Regions from separate parts of the Sus scrofa genome. Here all the other regions are linked to region 1. The links are chromatin contacts, called in public Hi-C and HiChIP or PLAC-seq maps. All regions are on one chromosome and are shown on one strand. The core of a region is the stretch at or near the end of the contact, and the rest is flanking DNA. Distances in the headings are between cores, read along the strand shown. Region 1 holds the start of DDHD2 (phospholipase DDHD2). Region 2 holds the start of LETM2 (LETM1 domain-containing protein LETM2, mitochondrial). Region 3 holds the start of EIF4EBP1 (eukaryotic translation initiation factor 4E binding protein 1).

The links. Hi-C and Micro-C count contacts between places; a contact is called where the count stands out from the background. HiChIP or PLAC-seq counts read pairs in DNA pulled down with a chosen protein or histone mark.
Region 2: a Hi-C map of embryonic fibroblasts shows a contact between it and region 1, with 2.2 times the contacts expected there. The contact joins the promoter of LETM2 here to the promoter of DDHD2 in region 1. A contact is called at or near these places in 1 of 5 promoter capture datasets (liver), 1 of 47 Hi-C or Micro-C datasets (embryonic fibroblasts) and 1 of 2 datasets of contacts at active chromatin or transcription factors (alveolar macrophages).
Region 3: an H3K27ac HiChIP or PLAC-seq map of alveolar macrophages shows a contact between it and region 1. The contact joins the promoter of EIF4EBP1 here to the promoter of DDHD2 in region 1. A contact is called at or near these places in 2 of 5 promoter capture datasets (fetal liver and liver), 6 of 47 Hi-C or Micro-C datasets (embryonic fibroblasts, fetal heart ventricle, fetal skeletal muscle and 2 more) and 2 of 2 datasets of contacts at active chromatin or transcription factors (alveolar macrophages and skeletal muscle).

Annotation. Positions count from the first base shown.
Region 1 is chr15:48,290,338-48,294,304 of Sscrofa11.1, forward strand. DDHD2 (phospholipase DDHD2) reads right to left here and starts at 2,064. Exons shown (of 16, transcript XR_002339364.1): 1 at 1,799-2,064; 2 at 314-541.
Region 2 is chr15:48,130,790-48,134,756 of Sscrofa11.1, forward strand. LETM2 (LETM1 domain-containing protein LETM2, mitochondrial) reads right to left here and starts at 1,637. Exons shown (of 9, transcript XM_013984075.2): 1 at 1,135-1,637. All of the region lies in intron 1 of NSD3 (histone-lysine N-methyltransferase NSD3), which reads left to right.
Region 3 is chr15:48,441,340-48,445,306 of Sscrofa11.1, forward strand. EIF4EBP1 (eukaryotic translation initiation factor 4E binding protein 1) reads right to left here and starts at 2,034. Exons shown (of 3, transcript NM_001244225.1): 1 at 1,854-2,034. The coding sequence starts at 1,998.

The DNA.
Region 1 (3,967 bases), core at 814-3,313:
CCCATTGTGGCACAGCCGAAACAAATCCACTTAGTATCTGAGGATGCGGGTTTGATTCCGGGCCTCACTCAGTGGGTTGGGGATCCAGCGTTGCCATGAGCTGTGGTGTAGGTCGAAGATGTGACTCAGTTTCCGCATTGCTGCGACTGTGGCATAGACAGGCAACTGTAGCTCTGATTTGACTGCTAGCCTGGGAAACTCCATATGCTGCAGGTGCAGCCCTAAAAAGCAAAAAACAAACAAGACTGGGAATATATAGTTTAGAGCGATAACACTAAATCCTTGCCTATTACAAGTCATTGTTTTGACGTACCATTGTCATATGCCTCTTCCAGTTGCTGTGAATCCTCAGAGTTGAAAGGAATCCATGTCTCCTTAGAATCTATTATCTTACAGTAAAACCAATGAGGAGAAACTGGTTCATACAAACTGCTGGCATCCATGTCTATTAGCTCAAAGGAACTACATGAGTTTGGTGATGGGGATGGATCTGACTGGGACAATTGTTCCTGGTGTGATTCCACTGATGACATTTCGTTCTCTAAAAGACAAAGGAAAATTATCATAAAAATGTTTCCTTCTATTAACAGTTGTTCAAAGACACACAACTGGTCATTTTAAGGAGTCACTTCTGAAAGAAAAATCTAAGGAGGCTACACAATTTGAAATAGAAATAACATAACAGAAATAACAGCTGGATTTTTTTTTTTTTTTTTAGGGGAGAGGTTTTAAACAAAATGCTTCTTATTGTTAGACCAACCACTCTGTAGTGATTTCCCAGTTCTCTCAGAAAACTACATGGTTTTAATTAAACAAAACCAGAATCACAAGAAACACCTGATCAAACTCTTGATTGCAAAAAAACAAACCACCACCAACAAAAAAACCCCACTTTACCCCAATTTCAAATCTAAGTCTACTGTCAGAGGCAAAAAAATTTACTCTAACAAAGTCTTAACACCTGGTTTTAGGCTCCAGGCCCCTGTCATTACATATTTACATGACTACTCAAATCTTACAATACCGAAAATAAAACTATCCACTTAAGAACTGGTTCTTGTAGAGTGCTTAAATAGGAACTACCTTACAAATTCTGAAATCACAAACGCTTGCTTGGGGCCCCTGCGCGCATGCACTGACCCACTCCCACCGTCCAAGTCCCAGATGAAAAGTAACAAGTGACCTCAACAGCTTCCTTCCCTCAAGGAAGACTCTGACCTGTGTGTTTCTATCCTTTCAACACTCTGACCACTCGGCAGACACTAACACTGCAGACATCAAAAGTAAACCCAGCCTCCCCACTAGGAGAGTGGACAAGATAGTTGCTATCTCCGCAGCCTGCGCAGCTGGACCGCAAACACACGGCCTCTTGAGCGGACGCTCTCCAGGCTTCCGCTACTTTATCTTTTTTCCCAGCATGAATTTACCTTCTCTACCTTGCGTGCTCCTTTTTCCCCGTGGCCCCTGGCCTCATGCAGCCCAGATCAGGGACCTCGGAGCTTGAGAACGCGTCTCCCCCTCCCTCCTCCAAGCCCCGCAAGGAGGGCTGGAGCCTCGATTGCAAACGAAGTAATTTCTCTTTGCCTTCGGGCGCAGTGGATACAAAAGGCGGCCTGTCGTGCCCCTGGAGTCGAGGTCACCTCACCCCGCCGGGACTGGTCCTCCCAGCCCCCTTCCCCGCCTTGGGCAGCGCGTCCTCCTCCGCTGCTGGCACCTCCATCCTGCAGTGCCTCCAACACGCACCTGGGTCTGAGCCCTTGGCCAGGCCGCCGCCCCTAACGCGCTGCCACGGACTCACCTAACAGCTCCGCAGCCTTTCACTCTTTCCTGCCCTCGCCGAAGGGGGCAGGACATGTCCCTGCGGAGGCCTTCCCCCGAGCCCGGGCGGGGCAGGGCGGAGCCTGCGGCCCCGCCGGGCTCGCGCCCAACTCTGAGCTCCACCGCGCTCCCAGCGTGCGAGCGCTCCTGCAGGGCTACTAAAAGCAAAGGTGAAGTGACATGTAGCTCCCGGTCGAGGCGGCGGCGGGTGGGGCGTGGAGGCCCGCAGGGGAACTGGCGGGAAGTGTCGCGAGAGGTGGAGGGAATCGCGCGAGATCTGGTCCTCCTAGAGGGCAGGCGGCCGGAGCACTGGGCACGCGGGTGGTGCGTGCAGCGTGCCCTCCACCTGCAGCCAATGCACGGGGACTCCGCGAGGACGGAGGTCTTTGTAAGGCAGGGATGGGGAATGAGACATTATAGGTGGGGAGCATAATTTCGATGAAGGCAATCTTCTTCAAGATGACCAGCCCAGCCTCCTCACCTAGTAGATGAGGAAACAGACCCCCTGAGTCTGTGGTACCCTGGCTAACCCTACTAATGGGCGGGATAGTGCGAGGACACGGGGATGTCACAACCCCTGATGAGAAGTAGGCCGGGGCGCTAGCAACAGCTCCATCCTGCCAGACCTCCACTTCAGGGTGCTGAGGACATTGGCATTTGCAAAGAAAAAGTGTCTTGTCACTGGGGCTTTGCCCCTTCCCCTTTGCGTTTATTAAGATTTAGAGGCTGCCAAAAAGATTTATCTCTGGAAGATGTAGCGGTGAGCTTGGCAGGATTTAAAAGCCGCAAGGGCGGTTTAGGAGGAAATACTTTTTTTTTTTTTTTTTTTTTTTTTTGTCTTTTTGCTATTTCTTTGGGCCGCTCCCGCGGCATATGGAGGTTCCCAGGCTAGGGGTCGAATCGGAACTGTAGCCACCGGCCTACGCCAGAGCCACAGCAACGCGGGATCCGAGCCATGTCTGCAACCTACACCACAGCTCACGGCAACGCCGGATCGTTAACCCACTGAGCAGGGGCAGGGACCGAACCCGCAACCTCATGGTTCCTAGTCGGATTCGTTAACCACTGCGCCACGACGGGAACTCCCCAGGAGGAAATACTTTTGTCCAAATAAGATAACTGGGGAGTTCCCGTAGTGGCTCAGCGGTTAACGAACCTGACTAGGATCCATGAGGATGCGGTTTCGATCAGTGGGCTCGCTCAGTGGGTTAAGGATCCCGCGTTGGGGTGAGCTGTGGTATAGGTCACAGACTCTGCTGGGATCCTGCGTTGTTGTGGCTGTGGCGTAGGCCGGCAGCTGTAGCTCGTATTAGACCCCTAGCCTGGGAACTTCCATATGTCACGGGTGCCACCCTAAGAAGAAAAAAAGAAATAACATAACTGAAGAGTTTAAATGAATTTCCTGATTGGTAGACCTGCCCAGCTCTCCTGAGTATACAGTTTTCTGGAAGGCCTCAATTCCTTTAGGGCATGCAATAAAATGCTTCCCTATTTTCTAACTATATTACAGGGCGGGGTTCACGGAATGCTGAAAATGGAAGTTTTATTTCTGCAAAAGCTGAGAAAAAGGAAACTAAAGGAATTTTTCTAACACCTTAATTCTTTCACCGTTTAAAAACCACACACAGGAGATCCTGTCGTGGTGCAGCAGAAACGAATCTGACTAGGAACCATGGGGTTGCAGGTTCGATCCCTGGCCTCACTCAGTGGGTTAAGGATCCGGCATTGCCATGAGTTGTGGTGTAGGTCACAGACTCGGCTTGGATCTGGCGTTGCTGTGGCCGTGGCGTAGGCTGGCAGCAACAGCTCTGATTAGACCCCTAGCCTGGGAACCTCCATATGCCGAAGGTGTGCCCCTAGAAAAGGTAAAAAGACAAAAAATAAAATAAAAATAAAAACCACACACAATTACCCACAAGTGTATATAGGCCTTCTAAAATTTATAACGCCTGAATAGATCCTGTTTTCTCCAGGAGGATGAAGGAAGCCAGGGCTGTGTCTCAGTCTCTAGGCATCTGATTCAGATGCCTTGCTAATATAACTAAAAATGGTAGCCAGCTTTTACTGAGCTCTTATTATATTCTAGATACAACTGTAAACATTTTACAAGTAAAAATCCTATTTAAGCCTCACAGCAACCTGGTAGGTT
Region 2 (3,967 bases), core at 387-2,886, 160 kb before region 1:
TCACTTGAATGTCTGCCAACTGTTGAAGAAGCTAATCAAGACACACTTATTTGTAGCTTAAAAATACAGGTAGACAGTAAACAGCCTGGGTTTGTTTTCAGTAGTTTTTTCCCCCACCTGGCCAAGCTGCCGCCAGTACTCGATAGCTGCCGAAAGTACTCGTTTTCATAATATTGAAAATATACATAGTACCTACTAAGAATTTGAATGGAGATGAACAGGTGTCCTGAGCTAGTGATTCTCCAAAGAGCCCAAACCGACCTTTAAATAAGCTTTACCAAAATCTTTGTCCATACTATGGCGCTTTTCAGCCATAGGATGGAGAAAGAACTTTAGTATCTCACAGCGTCAGCCCGTTTTCCTGAAGCTGGGAAAGGAGTACAAGTCTCTCCAGGAGGGAAATCTCATCCACAGAGCTGACATTTTGAACAATTTAAATAATACCTTGAAATATCTGAACCCAGACTAAGGGCGGGTGGTCTCCTGCTGGAGAGAGACCAGACCCCATCCGGCGGTTAATCTAGTTTCGGCCGGGGGCACTCTCAGCCAGGACCGAATGCAACCACTTCCCGGGAGAGCCGGGGCGGGGTTGGGGCAGAATCGGGGCGGGGCCGGGAGGCCAGGCCCACCTGCGCCTTCTCGCCGCGGCGCCCTCTCGCCCGGATCCCGGGCTCTCCCGGTTACCTTTGCCTCCGATTCTCGACGACGTCGGGGCAGAACGCTCCCTACGCTTTCCCAGCCGATGGCTTTTGTGCGCGTTGTGCGTTAGTGGACTGTGTTTGCTGTGGTGGGGTCGGAGGTTGGGGGGGGGGTCTTTGTTTTTTGGATCGGGGGTGGTGCAGGCACTGGCCTTGGCAATCCTGCTTTTTGGAAGGAAGGCGAGGAGAAGCCGGGCGCAGGGTACGTAAGATAACGAGGAAGCGAAGCACGGAAAGAGCAGGGATGGAAAGTTGGGGGCGGGGGCGGAGAGCCGAGGTCAGGGGCTGAGGAGAGCGCTGGGTGGGGACTGGAAACTGTCGGGAAAATCAGAGCGCTGATGGGAGGAGCAGGATGTGGAGGGAGTGGGCTCTGGAGGAAAACAGGCAGGCGCGGTCCACCAAGCAACAGCTTAAGGACTTGACCCGCCCACCCTACCTCCTCCGGCCGGCTCCCGGGAACGGCTGCCTCAGTCCTCCAGTGCCTTCCCAATTCCCCTCCTCCCCCAGCTGCCCCAGCTAGAAGGGCCCGAAGCCCTATCTATGGCTCCACCTCTTTCCTCATCCGTTACGTCACTCTGAGTGACGACACCACCCACCAATGAGCTCTGAGATTCTGGGGCGCGAGGTCGTCCTTCGCGTAGGCATCCCAGGGGACCGCAAGGTCTGGTTCCACCCGCCAAAGGACTCCTTTACTGGGTTTAGTTTAAGGAGTGTCTATGCTGGGCGGAGGGCGGGCGCGCTCAACGGTCTTGTCCACATTTTGTAGGCTGTGGACTCCCACCTCCAAAACCCTTCCTTGGAGGCCGGATTAAAGAAGCTTTTACCCTATCGATAGCATAATATGTCTGATAGTCGCCATGGTAACAATCTCGGAGTACGAATTACATCACTTTGCTATATTCACCCCACCTTCCAACTCCGCAACTGCGGGGAGGGGTGGGCGGCAGGGAAAGAAGTGGGGAGAGGGAGTGGCAGAAAGGGCGGGAATGGTTAAGAAAAACATCCCTCTCCTATCTTCAGGGCCCCAAACTGGAGTGCTGTGAAGTCTTCGTATGGAAGTCTGAATTCCACTAAAAATTTCTTTATAAATGTTCTAAGTTATTATGATCAGTAGTTTCTGTAGAAATCTCAAAATAACATGTAAAAAAGAAAAAGTATATATAGTAGCCGTGCAGTAACATAGCACTTCAGTTCTTAGGATGGGTAACTGGGCCTTCTGGAAAAGGAAAAGATCTAAAAATGTTCTCGCCCCCCAATTATCTCTACTTATCCATTTCATCTGGCTCTAGGAGGAAAAAAAATTTTTGGTGGTCTACTTTAACACCAGACAGCAAGGAATTGCTTTCACACGGAGAATATTTCTCTTAATATGTGCCTGACCACAGACTTTACTCATCTGGGCTGCACATTTAAAAATGCAGACAGCTTTTTTTTTTTTTTTTTTTAAGGGAAAGTATGATACAGACAGCTTTTAATCCACAAAGCATTTTTCAGCTAATGACCAAAAGTATCGACTATGTTAAATAGGCCAAACTTTACAGTTTGGCCACTAGAGGGCCCTTTGTGCACGTCTGATGCCCAACTTTCCACACAGAGGCTTCACCTTCTGTGTTTACCAGAATTAACACATCTATTTACAAAGCTTTGGTCTCCTTACCTTTCTTTCTTTGAAAATTCCCAATGGTAAATTTTGAGCTCTAAAAGGCTAGGTAGGTATAATTTTCACATTAATTTCATAAATTAATCACTGCACTATCATGTATATGTACTTTTCTGGAAAAGATCATAAAAGATGCAAAAATATTCCTCTCAGATCCCTGGGAGACATTTTATACCGGGAAATATTCTTATTCATGCATTGTATTCATTTACAACCAGACACAGTGAAAATCATTAAGTATTCATAAACCAGATGAATAATTCCAAGCCCAGTATTTGAAAGATGAGCTAGATTTTCTACCATGGCCATATGTCAGCAATCCTATTTTAAAAGGAGAAAGGTTAAGAATCTTACTTTTTGGGAGTTTCCATCGTGGCACAGCAGAAACGAATCTGACTAGGAACCATGAGGTTGTGTGTTCAATCCCTGGCCTCACTCAGCAGATTAAGGATCTGGTGTTGCTATGAGCTGTGGTGTAGGTCACAAATCTAGCTGGGATCTGGTGTCACTGTGGCTGTGGTGTAGGATGGCAGCTGTACCTCTGATTAGACCCCAGCCTGGGAACCTACATATGCCGCCAGTGTGGCCCTAAAAAGACAAAAAGGAAAAAATAAAGAGTCTTTCTTATTGAAATCCATTAGTTCAAAGCAATGTTGCCTTCTCTTGTTATCAGTCCTGGTGATTTTTTTGACTTTCAGGATAAGTGATTTATCATGTAATGAGTTTTTGAATATAATCTTCAGAAGAGAAAAACTTTTTTTTCCTCCCTAAGCTGAGCCCTGAGAATTGTATTAGATTACTGTCTTAAGAAACTGCAGAGCTCCCAATGTGGCTCAGCAGTAATAAACCCGATTAGTATCCATGAGGATTTGGGTTCAATCCCTGGCCCTACTCAGTGGGTTAAGAATCCATCATTGCCCTGAGCTGCAGTGTAGGTCCAGACACAACTACACCTGTGGATCTGGCGTTGCCATGGCTGTAGTATAGGCCTTCAGCTGCAGCTGTGATTCCACCCTTAGCCTAGGAAATTCCATATGCAAGGTGTGACCGGAGGCGGGGGGAAGCTTTTCTCACTTTCTATGGAGAAAGCATGATCTGAACCTCTTAAGACACTAAAAATTTAAATTATTATTTTTAATGGCCAGTCCCCTAAATACAGCTCCAGATCAAATATTATTAACAATGTATATGTTATGCAGGACGAGACCATGCATTTACTTTCCTTAAATTTAATTTTAAACTCTTGTCAGCATAGCTTTAGAAGCAGTTTAAAATAAAATCCCTGGAAATAATTTACCATAGTCTCCTCAAGGGGAAAAATCCAGATGTCAGACCAAGGAAACAGCTTATCAACAAAGCAAGGAGGATACAGGAAGGTGGGAAAGAAGGATGGCAGTAGAAAGGATCACAGGAAAGAAAAATGACCAATTTAACCTCTCTTTCCAGGAGATAGAGTCAAACACTTGAAATAAGCTCAGAGATCCTTTAGAGATCTCTGTGTTAAAAAAGACATTGAAAACAAACAAAAATGTGCTTTTTATTGATTTCTTTAACTTTTGTAGCACAACCATAGGAACCACTCAAGTATAGGTTTAGAAAGAGTTAACGA
Region 3 (3,967 bases), core at 784-3,283, 150 kb after region 1:
TTTGGAGTTAGACCCCACACTTTGGCTGAGGCAGAGGCAAGCCTGGGTTCTCCGGATTATGGACTATGGGCTGTGCCTCCCCAGCTGGACATCTCAGACAAGAAAAAAGCTGGCTTCAGGCTCCGGGCACTGCTGGCTTCCTTCCAGTTGGCTGCCAAAATGAAGCTACCGATGCAGAAGCGCCTTTCCCTCTTTCTCAACCAGAGATCTTCAAAAGGAGGGAGGGTGGCTGAGGTCTGCCCCCAACTCCCATTCCCCAGTCCAAAGTGAGAAGTGGGTGGGAGTTCCCTGTAAACAGCACCCCTGGCTATTGGTCCCAATTTGATCCACCCCCACCTAGCAACAAAGGTACAAAACAGGGCTACCTGAGCCATCAGGCTGCCTGAGTGCCCACCCTGAACAGATCAAGCAGGGGTTCACACTCTCACTTGAAGGAGCCCCCAAATTGTCCAAATAGGTCCCAAGAGACACAGAAAAAGCAGAACAGCACAGACTACATAAGGTCTAGCTTGGACAGACAATTTGAGTCAAGAGTGGCAAATAGGATCGCTGGGCATTTGTCCTTGAATCATTTTTAATAGACGAGACAGAATTTCTCCCCTCTATGCTTGGCTGCTATTTCTTGTTCAATGTGGGAAAATGGTATGACATGGGACAGTGGACACGTTTTTCCAAATTGGGGCCTGGGTGCCAGTTCTGGCCTATAAGGCAGCTCGGTTGCACAAGAACATCTAAGATCCTTAAAAGTTCTAACGTTGTGTGTTTTGGATCAAACAGCCCAGGGCTCGGATCTGGCTGCGCTCGCTGGTGGTGGGACAGCTGCTTGAGAAAATAAGCATGTGGCCCCGACGCTGGCAGGCGGCTAGGCTGCAGCTCCGCCCGCGGCCGCCCGCACCCGTGTTTCTCAGCGAAGCGCCAGGATCGGTGGAGTTTTTCGAGTAGTTTGGGAAGCAGCGGTGGAAGCGGGTGTAGGGGAGGGAAGAAGGGCAGAAACGGGTGAGCGCAGTGCGAGAACGAAAGAGAAGTGGTGAGCCACGAGGATTTCATCATGCAAACGCGCCGGCAGGTTTCATCAGCGCCCATACGCCAGGGCTCCGGAGCTGGCAGGGAATGCCAGGCTCCCGAGCGCAGCCCAAGGCTGCCCCCGCCCCGCGCCAGCTCAGCTTCCTCTTCCTCATCAACTCTCTGGGAGGTCACACGGCCCCCCTCCCCCCCGGAGAGAAGAACGTGTTTTTCTGCACAGCGTTGCCCGCGGCCCCGGGTTCCTTCGCGGAGATCCTCAAGCCTAAAAGGGCAATTTGTTCCAGAAGCCGCCGAGGCTCCAAAGCTGGGGGTGCCCCGGGAAGGAAAACGGTCTCTGCCAAGAGCCATTCACCCCAACAGAGAGCGCCCATCCCGACCCCTAAAAACCTCAGGCCAGCCCTCTCCGTGGTTGGGAGGCCAACCTGACCCCACCCTATTCAGCCTCAGAACAGCCCCCAACACCCACAAGGGGCAGCACACCTCGGCCTATGGCAGTCCTGGAAGCGAGCGCTTGTTTTTGGCGGGGGGAATCAGCTGTCTCTCCCAGAAAGAAGGAGCTATAAGGTGGCATTTGCAGCCGCGGCTCTGGAGCACGCACCCCTAGGGCAGGCAATGGAAGGCGCCCCCCGCGCCCCCCTGTCGTTCCAGGTGGCCACCTCCGTGCCCCTCACAGCCACCCTCGTGCCCCTTATCCGTTCTTTCCAGTCACCACGCCCCGAAGCCCTGTCGCCCCGTCCAACTGGAGTTCCCTATCCCTCCCCCTGGCCAGTCAGTCCTTCCCAGCGTCCGCACCCAGAGACCCCGAGCGGCGCCCCCGGGCCCGCGCCTACCTCCTGGGGTGGTGCTGAAGAGCGTGCCGCCGGGAGTGGTGCTGTAGTCCCCGGGCGGCAGCTGCACGCCATCGCCGAGGACCACCCGGCGAGTGGTGGGGATTGCCCGGCTTGGGGTCTGGCTGCAGCTGCTGCCGCTGGACATGGTCTCCCGCGCGAGGAGCCCGGACCCAGAGCGTGGCCCTGGCGCCCCTCTGGCCTCGCTCTGCCTCGCTCGGGCCCGCCCCGCCCGAGACCGCCCCTTCCGCCGCCTGGGCTGCCACCCCCTGGGATTTGTAGTTCCCGCTGCGCTGCCGCCCCGCCCACCGCCCGGGGGCTGCGGGCACAGGAGTCCTCTTCCGCGCTGGGTCCCGGGCACCCCACAGACGGGCTCCTGAGCGTAGTTGCTAGCGCCGCTCCCCTATTCCTTTCCGCCTCCTAGCTGCCCCGCCGCTAATCCCTTCGGGTCCCCGAGAGCCACGCGGGCAGGAACCGGTGGATGGGAAGGAAGATTCCGAGGCTTGCCTGTGTTAATGCCTTTCTAGCTCGGACTGCGCTGGGGTCCCAGCGGACCCAGCCCACTCTGGAAAGGCTAGCTGCAACACTGGGACATCAGGCGAGAAGGTCCCCTGCCTCCGAAAGCCTTCCGTGTTCCGTGCTCTATTTCCTCAGATGAGAAAGCGAGGATTGGTTGGTCATTCATCAATTTATTGAACATTCACGATGTGGCAGTCGTGGAAGAAATGTAGAATTAGGATCTGGGGACAAAACATCAAGCTGGGTGATGAGGGCTAAACCCGGAGCGAGGAGGCTGGGAGGGAGTGGACGTCGGTGGTGGTGGGGAAATATTGGTCAAAGAAGGTTATTTGCAGCCCTTTGAGTTGGGTCAGTGGATCCTGACCCCCACGCTGCCCGAAGTTTGGCAGGAGCTCTTTATTATTATTTATTATTTATTTTTTTAATCTTTTCGCCATTTTCTTGGGCCGCTCCCGCGGCACATGGAGGTTCCCAGGCTAGGGGTCTAATCGGAGCTGTAGCCACCGGCCTACACCACAGCCATAGCAACGCGAGATCCGAGCTGCGTCTACAACCTACACCACAGCTCACGGCAGCGCCGGATCCTTAACCCACTGAGCAAGGCCAGGGATCGAACCCTCAACCTCATGGTTCCTAGTCAGATTCGTTAACCACTGTGCCACGACGGGAACTCGCCTGAACTCACTTGAACTCCCCTGGCAGGAGCTCTTTAAATGAACGCAGGAACAAACGAAGGAATATTCAAGTGGAGGACAAAAAAACCTGTGGTGGCCACATCCGGGAAGAGTAGAGAGAGAAAAGTTTAAAAGAGAAATCCAGGGAATTCCCTTTTGGCAGAAGTGGTTAAGGGTCAGGCATTGTCACCGTAGCAGTGACTCAGGTCACTGTTGTGGTACCGGTTCCATCCCTTGCCTGGGAACTTCCACATGCTGGGTGGCAGGAAAGAAAGAAAGGATGGAGGAAGGAAGGAAGAAAGGAAGGAGGGAGGGAAGGAGGAAGGAAGGAGAGAGAGAGAAGAAAGAAAGAAAGAGGAGTGTCCGGAGTTCCCTCGAGCTCCCCTTGTGGCACAGGGGAAATGAATCTGAAGAGGAACCATGAGGTTGTTAATTCTATCCCTGGGCTCGCTCAGTGGGTTAAGGATGTGACATTGCCATGAGTTGTGGTGTAGGTCGCAGACTCGACTGGGATCTGGCATTACAGTGGCTGTAGCTCCCATTCAACCCCTAACCTGGGAACCTCTATATGCCAGGAAGTGCAGCCGTAAAAATAAAAAAAAAAGAAAAAGAAAAAAGAAAGAGGAGTTCCTGTTGTGGCTCATCGGTAAGGAACCCGACTAATATCCATGAGGATGCAGGTTCAATCCCTGACACCAGATTGCTGTGGCTATGGCGTAGGCTAGCAGCTGCAGCTCCAATTCCACCCCTAGCCTGGGAACTTGTGGCCCTTAAAACAAAGAAAGAAAAGGGAAATAGAGCTGACTTGTGAAAAAGCTTTTAAATCAGGCCAGGGTGTTTAGACTTGGTCATCCAAGGCGGTAGCTATCAGAGAGAGATCTTTTAAGCAGGGGGGTGATTATCTTTAAGAGAGGTAACTCTTAG